Regions from separate parts of the Zea mays genome. Here region 2 is linked to region 1. The links are chromatin contacts, called in public Hi-C maps. All regions are on one chromosome and are shown on one strand. The core of a region is the stretch at or near the end of the contact, and the rest is flanking DNA. Distances in the headings are between cores, read along the strand shown.

Region 1 (3,686 bases), core at 42-2,541:
AATGTTAGTTAAAAAATAAAAAAAACCACTTAAGAAGTGTTAACAAAGTATCCAAATTATTTTATTATTTGAAGGTTAGAAGTAGTCTATATTTATTTGACAAGTATATGACTAGCTAGTATTATGGGTATACTACAAGTCTACAAGTATTCACTCAAGAAAAAGAACGCAATGCAAATAAAGTATTTTTTAATATAATCATTTATAGTTATATTTATTTGACGTTATAAATAGACCAGCATGAGTGATAGATGCGTGTGTTTGGACTTAGAAACTATCCACGTAGCAAAGCTATCCTATTTTCTACTTTCCCATTGAAATCTTGTTCGATTATTCCTATCTTACAAAGATTAGATGAGATTGAATTTAAAAAAGATTTTAACTTACTATGGATATAAACCCATCCATTCTCATCTAATCTACATGGATTGTCACCGAAACGAACAAAATTTGCTAGCAATTCAAAGCGAATATGTTGCCGGTGTAGACTAGTAGTTTGGTATAGCCATTTTCTATTATTCATTTCATTAAGCACATGCTACATAGAGGATCGTCCGAACGATCTAACCATGTTTATTTTATTATTAAGCGTTGCTTGCTCCTAGATATCTTAAAGCCAGGTAATTGAAAAACGAAACCCTGCCTTGACTAGACGAGGCCGGCAGATCTCTGAGAAGGCCGTACAGATCTCAGGCAGGCTATGGAGAGGGCAGTACAGACAGACTATCTATAGAGAGAAGATGCTCACCGGCAGATCTCCGGCAGATCGTCGGCGGCGGGAGGGTCAGGTGCCATCCGCAGGTAGACCGTGTCGCGCCAGTTGGCCACGGGAGACTGGTACAGGTCGAAGTTGCAGTGGTACTTGACCGCCCTCCCGGGCTCTCGCGAGTAGAGCCGCGCCTTGTCGCTGCCCTCCCCGCCGTCGGCTTCGTGGAACGCCCGCATCGCCGCCACGGCTGCTGACATCACCTGCTCGGGCACCGCGTGGCCCGTGACCTGGAAGAACCCCCACCCCGCCGCCGCCCCACGGACGGCGTCGATCACGGCTGCGCGGTCGCCGCTGAGATCGATCACCGGGACGGTCGCCGCCGCTGGCGGTTGTTCATGGTGGAGTAGCTCCTCCGGGTAGGGGACGCGAAAGATGCGAGGAACTTGCTTCGCACCAGACGCTACAAGGCCGCGGACGCCGGCGAGGGTGTCGTCCAGCGCGCGGAGCTCATCGGCGCGGCCCAAGGCGGCGGCGACGGACATATGCGTCTGCTGCAGGTTGCAGCTACAGCTCTCGATCTTGGAGGAGCCGTGTGCCGGTGTGCGTCTTTACTGTTTTTTTAAACACAACTAGCATACACAATTGGATTTCATGATATTGATCGAGAATGATGAGGTGGTACCCACAATCCACAATGCAAATCAATGGCTGAGCGAATTAAACCGGTTGATCCTCCAAAAAAATACCAATAATAAATAAATTTAATATCAAAGTTAGCATATTATCTATAGACCAGATGTTAAATTGATAATAATAAATATTACACTTATTTTAGCTCATCCTTCTTCAACTAACGAGGTGTGTATAACTTCCTTTTGTATTGGGCTTGATGGCTTCTTACGGTCTATATATGGTATAACAATCTTGATGACTTATAACTCAAGACATTGACTCCATATAAACACATGGTATGACTGCAGGTTTTAAAGATCCATAACATCTTCCACTGAACCTATGCATTTTTATTTTCTCTTAGACACACACATTAAACACACAATTCATGTACAGATAGAACCATAAAGATGTCTCTGGCTATTGCACAATAATCCGATAGAGAAGAAAATATGTCTCAACAATTATCAAACAGAGGCCATGCAGGGGTTCATGATGCAGCACGCATGGGCCATGTATGAGTTGAGTGCTATCCAGTATTGTCTTGCGTCATGCACGAGGGGTGGTTAATTCCGATCCAGCTACAAGAAACAGATAAACTAATGAACCAAATGCCTTGGACAATAGCCATCCACCGCGTATCTGTCGTCCATGCTTTGCATTGAAAGACCACCAACCATCTCTATCTCGTTCTCAACTGGCCTAGCTCTGGCGAAATAGTACACGCTCAGCTTCGAATGGAGCTACAATAAAATGCTCGCCAAGGACCCATCGCAAGCGCGCGACAACCTTATAGCTCCTCACTCCTGAGGAAGCACTTCTCCTAGCCGCTAGAAATGACTTGTGACACTTCGTCTCTCTTCTCCGCCAAGACGTTCATGACGATGGTGCTCATCATGCTCATCGGTTACGACAACACTACATGCCACCCCGTGCGGCATCTTGCTCATGCCATCATCCCCCCCGTCGCTCCTTTCACCGTCCTAGGCATTCCTATCGTGTCGAAGCCGCCGATCCTGCCCGTGGCCACCCTTCCACTGATGCTCGTCATACCGACGGTTCCCGCGGTGGGCATTGTGCCATAGATCCATGTGGTGTCGAACACCGCCGCGCTGCTCCCTATGCTGACTATAGTACCTGCCGTCATGCCAAAAGTGACGTTGCTGCCAATGCCCGTCGTCATGTCGAAGGTTGGCGCCTTGCCGCCAATACCCGTCGTCGTGCCTAAGGTTAGTGACTTGCCGCTGATGCCCTCCGTGTGGCTCGTGCCTAACCGCCGATGCCCTCCATCCCGGTAGCGTCGGTCTCCATTAGGTCCCATAAACGCGACACGAACTCGGTGGATAGGTCTGTGAAGATGCCCGTAGAGTCAGTGAGCCAGAAAATCAGATGTACGTATGTGCATACCTTGGAGGACGTAGGCGAGTCGGAGTAGCTGGAGAGCGTCAGTCCACCGGCGGCGAGCAGATCCACCACCGCTATCGCTTGAGGGGCCTCGGTACGACTTTGTTTGTAGCCAGGTTGGTAGACAGATTAGGATGAGTAAAACAGCTCCACTCCGCAGTTGCCGAGACCGCTTTCCCTACGTTTCTATGCATGGAAGGCGATACATGTGTGGGTCTGCTAAAACTGCTTTCCCCATCCCCTATGGAGCGACGTGCATGGGTTGTTGGGCTCCTGTCGTGGTGCATTTGGCGCGGGCCCACTTTCCATGCCATTCGTTGCTATGAACAGTAGACATGGCGTGAGTGAGTTTGTGTCATTGTGTGGGTGACTGAGGCACTCGCGCCTAGTGCGGGGTGCAGATTCGCTGAGGACGGTGAGTGGATAGACGAATTGGATTAGATGCGATCGATGTGAAGAGAATGTGTCTTATCAGCCATTTCAAACAATAGGAGTTATTTGTAAAAAAATATGATGTGAGACGACCGTTTAAACTGATGCTTTAATATAGTAGAGAAAAGGGCTAGTGTTGTGCTAATCTGATCTCTTGGACTGATTTACTAGCAGTGCGTCAGCACTAGAATCAACAACTGCCAGTTGGCAGATGCAAATTCGTCTTTTTGTACATTTTTATTGACTCAACATGAGCTAACCGTGTCATCGTTATTTACCAGTACACTACACGTGTGTTGCAACCGTACATAATTATTCAATAAAATGTTAGCACAAAACGATCACATGAAAATAATAATACATATATTACCACCGACTTTAATATCTCATAAATTCTTTGTCAACAATCAATACAAAATTAAACTCGTAAACCCGTGATCCGGAACGCCTCCTCTTCCTCGGCTTCAGT
Region 2 (3,392 bases), core at 888-3,387, 150 kb after region 1:
GCCAGGCAGGCTCAGGTGAACTTGCCGCTCTCGGGAATAAATTAACGGCGTACGACTATAATTCACCGGACTGTCTGGTGTACACCGGACTGTCCGGTGAGCCAACGGTCGGCCGGGCCAACGGTCGGCTGCGCGATCCGCGCGAGACACGTGGCCGAGCCAACGGCCGGGAGGGTGCACCGGACTGTCCGGTGTGCACCGGACAGTGTCCGGTGCGCCAACGGCTCCAAGGCTGCCAACGATCGGCTTCACCAAATAAGGAAGGAAATCCGCACCGGACAGTGTCCGGTGGTGCACTGGACTGTCCGGTGCGCCAGGCGACAGAAGGCAAGAATTGCCTTCCCTGATTGCTCTCAACGGCTCCTAGCTGCCTTGGGGCTATAAAAGGGACCCCTAGGCGCATGGAGGAGAAGACCAAGCATTCCTTGAGCACTCTTGATCACTCACACTCCATTCTTGCGCACTTGTTCGACATTCTAGTGATTTGAGCTCCGTTCTAGTGTGCTAGTCTTTTGAGCTTAAGTCTGGGTCTTGTGTGTGCGTATTTGCTGTGATCTTTGTGTCTTGTGTGAGTTGCTAATCCCTCCCTTACTCCGTGCTTCTTTGTGAACATCTTTGTAAGGGTGAGAGACTCCAAGTTGTGGAGATTCCTCGCGAACGGGATATAGAAAAGAAAAACAAACACCGTGGTATTCAAGTGGGTCTTTGGACCGCTTGAGAGGGGTTGATTGCAACCCTCGACCGTTGGGACGCCACAACGTGGAAGTAGGCAAGTGTTGTACTTGGCCGAACCACGGGATAAACCACTGTGTCTACCTGTGTTGATTCTCTTGTGGTTATTGTGTTTCGCTAAGACTCTTCTCTAGCCACTTGGCAATACTGTGCTAACGCTTAACCAAGTTTTTGTGGCATTAAGTTCAAGTTTTACAGGATCACCTATTCACCCCCCTCTAGGTGCTCTCAGTTATATATGGGCTCAAGTGTGCTAAATCACTGCCAGCCGGGTGGTTTTCATACTTGATCTCTTATAAATCTGGTCGAGTCGTCGCACCGAGCCTGTTCGCTTGGCTTTAATCCGTACTGGCTTCTACTGTTTCTACAATGTTTTTGTCTTTATGAATCACAACTGTATCAGTCCGAACAACTGACTTTTATCCAAAACGAACAACCCCACCAATCAAAAGTTTAGGGCTCAGACCTTGTTTGTTTACCCTCTATATTATATAATCCAGCTTAAATAAGTTAAACGGTAAACGAACAACACAAATCTAGATGTCTAAATTATGATAATTCATAAGCTGATCTTATATAATCTATAAGCTAGTTTATATAGTCCTAGACACAAACAAACAACGACTCAAACAACACAATCATATATATCACAAATATATTTTACCCACAAAAAACATCATAAAATCCAATACGAAATAGGGGACTACGGGCATGTTTGGTTCAACTTTTTTCTGACCAGCTTTTCTGAAAATCTGGCTGTGGGGAGAATCTGAGTATCATTACGATTATGTGTGAAGGAAGATAAAGTTGTTCATAGGGATCAGGATCTAGAAAATGACGGATTCCTACTATTACAACGACTAAACCGATTATATGTTTATATTGATTTTGGATGGTTTTTGTTCCAACGAATTTTATAGAAGCTGGCTAAAAAGTTGAGCGTTTGACAGTCCACAACAGTTTTTGGTGGCCAGAAGCTGCCAGAAGCCGAAACAAACAGGCTTTAGGATATAAGAGATCTGTGTCCCAGTCGTAGCCGGTAGCCGGTTGCATTGTTTTAAGATTGATATTTTGACTTATCTGGAAAAGATAATCAAAACTAAAAGAAAGCTCCCGACCACTCTCCAGCGATGCAGCCCGTAGTCTAGAACCACACGCCACGGCCACGCCCGCCGAGCTCACCCGTACCCGGGATCGCGACGGAGACCCCACCGCGGCCAATTTTATTTTTCTCGCGGGAAGGAAGAAAATAAATTCTCGCTCACGGTCACGGGCTCAAGGTCACGGCAGTCAAAATGGAAGATAGGGATGAGGAGCAGAAGAGGAAACACAGCGTGCCGTGGACTCATCTCTCGCTGGCCGCTGCTGCAGCTGCGGAGCTGCCACTGCCTCCGCGGGCTCCACCGGGGCAAATCGCCCCTGCTGGAGAGGCTGGAGCGTCTCTTCGCCTTCTCTCTCTACTTTCTCTGTCCTCGCCACTCACAAGTCCTCGCCAGCGGCAGCAAGCACACTGCGCTTCCTCTTCCGCTCCCTCCACTGTGTGACTCGCCCATCATCCATCACCCTCGCCGTGCGCGCGCGGGCGCTAGGCTTTGGAGATCTCTCGCTTGGCTTCCGAGATCCGCGCCGATCCGCCCGCCGCCGCATTCTCCTCGGGCGTGGCGGTTGCGTGCGCCGCCGCCGCACGATCCGTTTCCTTCCGGCGCTGAATCGGGGGACGCTGCCAGCGAGCGGGGCGTTCCGGTTTCTCTGCTCGCTTCCGCGCTCGTGGAGCAGAGCAATGGTTCGGAGTGACCGGCGGCAGCGACGATGAGGTGCGTCGCGTGGTGGGCGGTCCTTCTCGCGGCCGCCTCGTTGGTTGGCGCTTGGGGGAACCACACTGTATCGGCGCTCACGTTGGTATCGGAGACGTGGTACGATGACCGCTTGGCGCTGGTTCCTGTTGAGTTTGGCGGCGGTGACGGCGAGGATGCCGCGGGGCTTCGCAGTGAGCTCCCGTGCCAGACATACTCCGCGAACTCGAGGTCCTGCGAGGAATTGAACGGCTCCGGGTCGTTCAACACCACCTGCGTCATAAGTTCCAGCTCTTCGCTGGACGGTGATCTGTGCGTATATGGCGACGGGAGTGTGGAGATTCGGCCCCATGTCAAGATCATCTGCCCCTTCAGGGGGTGCTACATCACCGTCAATGTCTCAGGGAGCGTCAGGATTGGTGAGCATGTTGAGGTGATTGCAGGGTCGGTAAGCCTGTACGCGGCCAATGTGTCGTTGGATCACCACTCCACCATCAACACCACTGCACTCGCCGGTGAGCCTCCTCCTCAGACGAGTGGGACGCCGCACAGCCTGGAAGGGGCAGGTGGTGGACATGGTGGGAGGGGTGCATCATGTAAAGTGTCAAATGACACCAACTGGGGAGGTGATGTGTACGCGTGGTCGACATTGGATTGGCCTTGGAGCTATGGCAGCATGGGTGGCAGCATGTCCGCCGGTCAGTTTGGAGGGTACGGTGGAGGCCGTGTCATGCTTAGGACATCCGGCTTTCTGAATGTTGATGGACAGGTGCTTGCTGAAGGTGGTGTTGGCAGTCTCAAGGGTGGCGGCGGCTCTGGGGGAAGCATTATAATACATGCTTTCAAGCTGTAAGATCCATGTCACCC

The links. Hi-C and Micro-C count contacts between places; a contact is called where the count stands out from the background.
Region 2: a contact with region 1 is called in a Hi-C map of leaf, with 3 times the contacts expected there. The contact joins the promoter of LOC103641500 here to the promoter of LOC100272887 in region 1. A contact is called at or near these places in 13 of 25 Hi-C or Micro-C datasets (bundle sheath, ear, endosperm and 4 more).

The regions. Positions count from the first base shown.
Region 1 is chr10:101,759,064-101,762,749 of Zm-B73-REFERENCE-NAM-5.0, forward strand. LOC100272887 reads right to left here and starts at 1,292. Exons shown (of 3, transcript NM_001147340.1): 1 at 749-1,292. The coding sequence starts at 1,251.
Region 2 is chr10:101,908,227-101,911,618 of Zm-B73-REFERENCE-NAM-5.0, forward strand. It overlaps LOC103641500, which reads left to right and starts at 2,138. Exons shown (of 22, transcript NM_001365042.1): 1 at 2,138-3,374. The coding sequence starts at 2,542.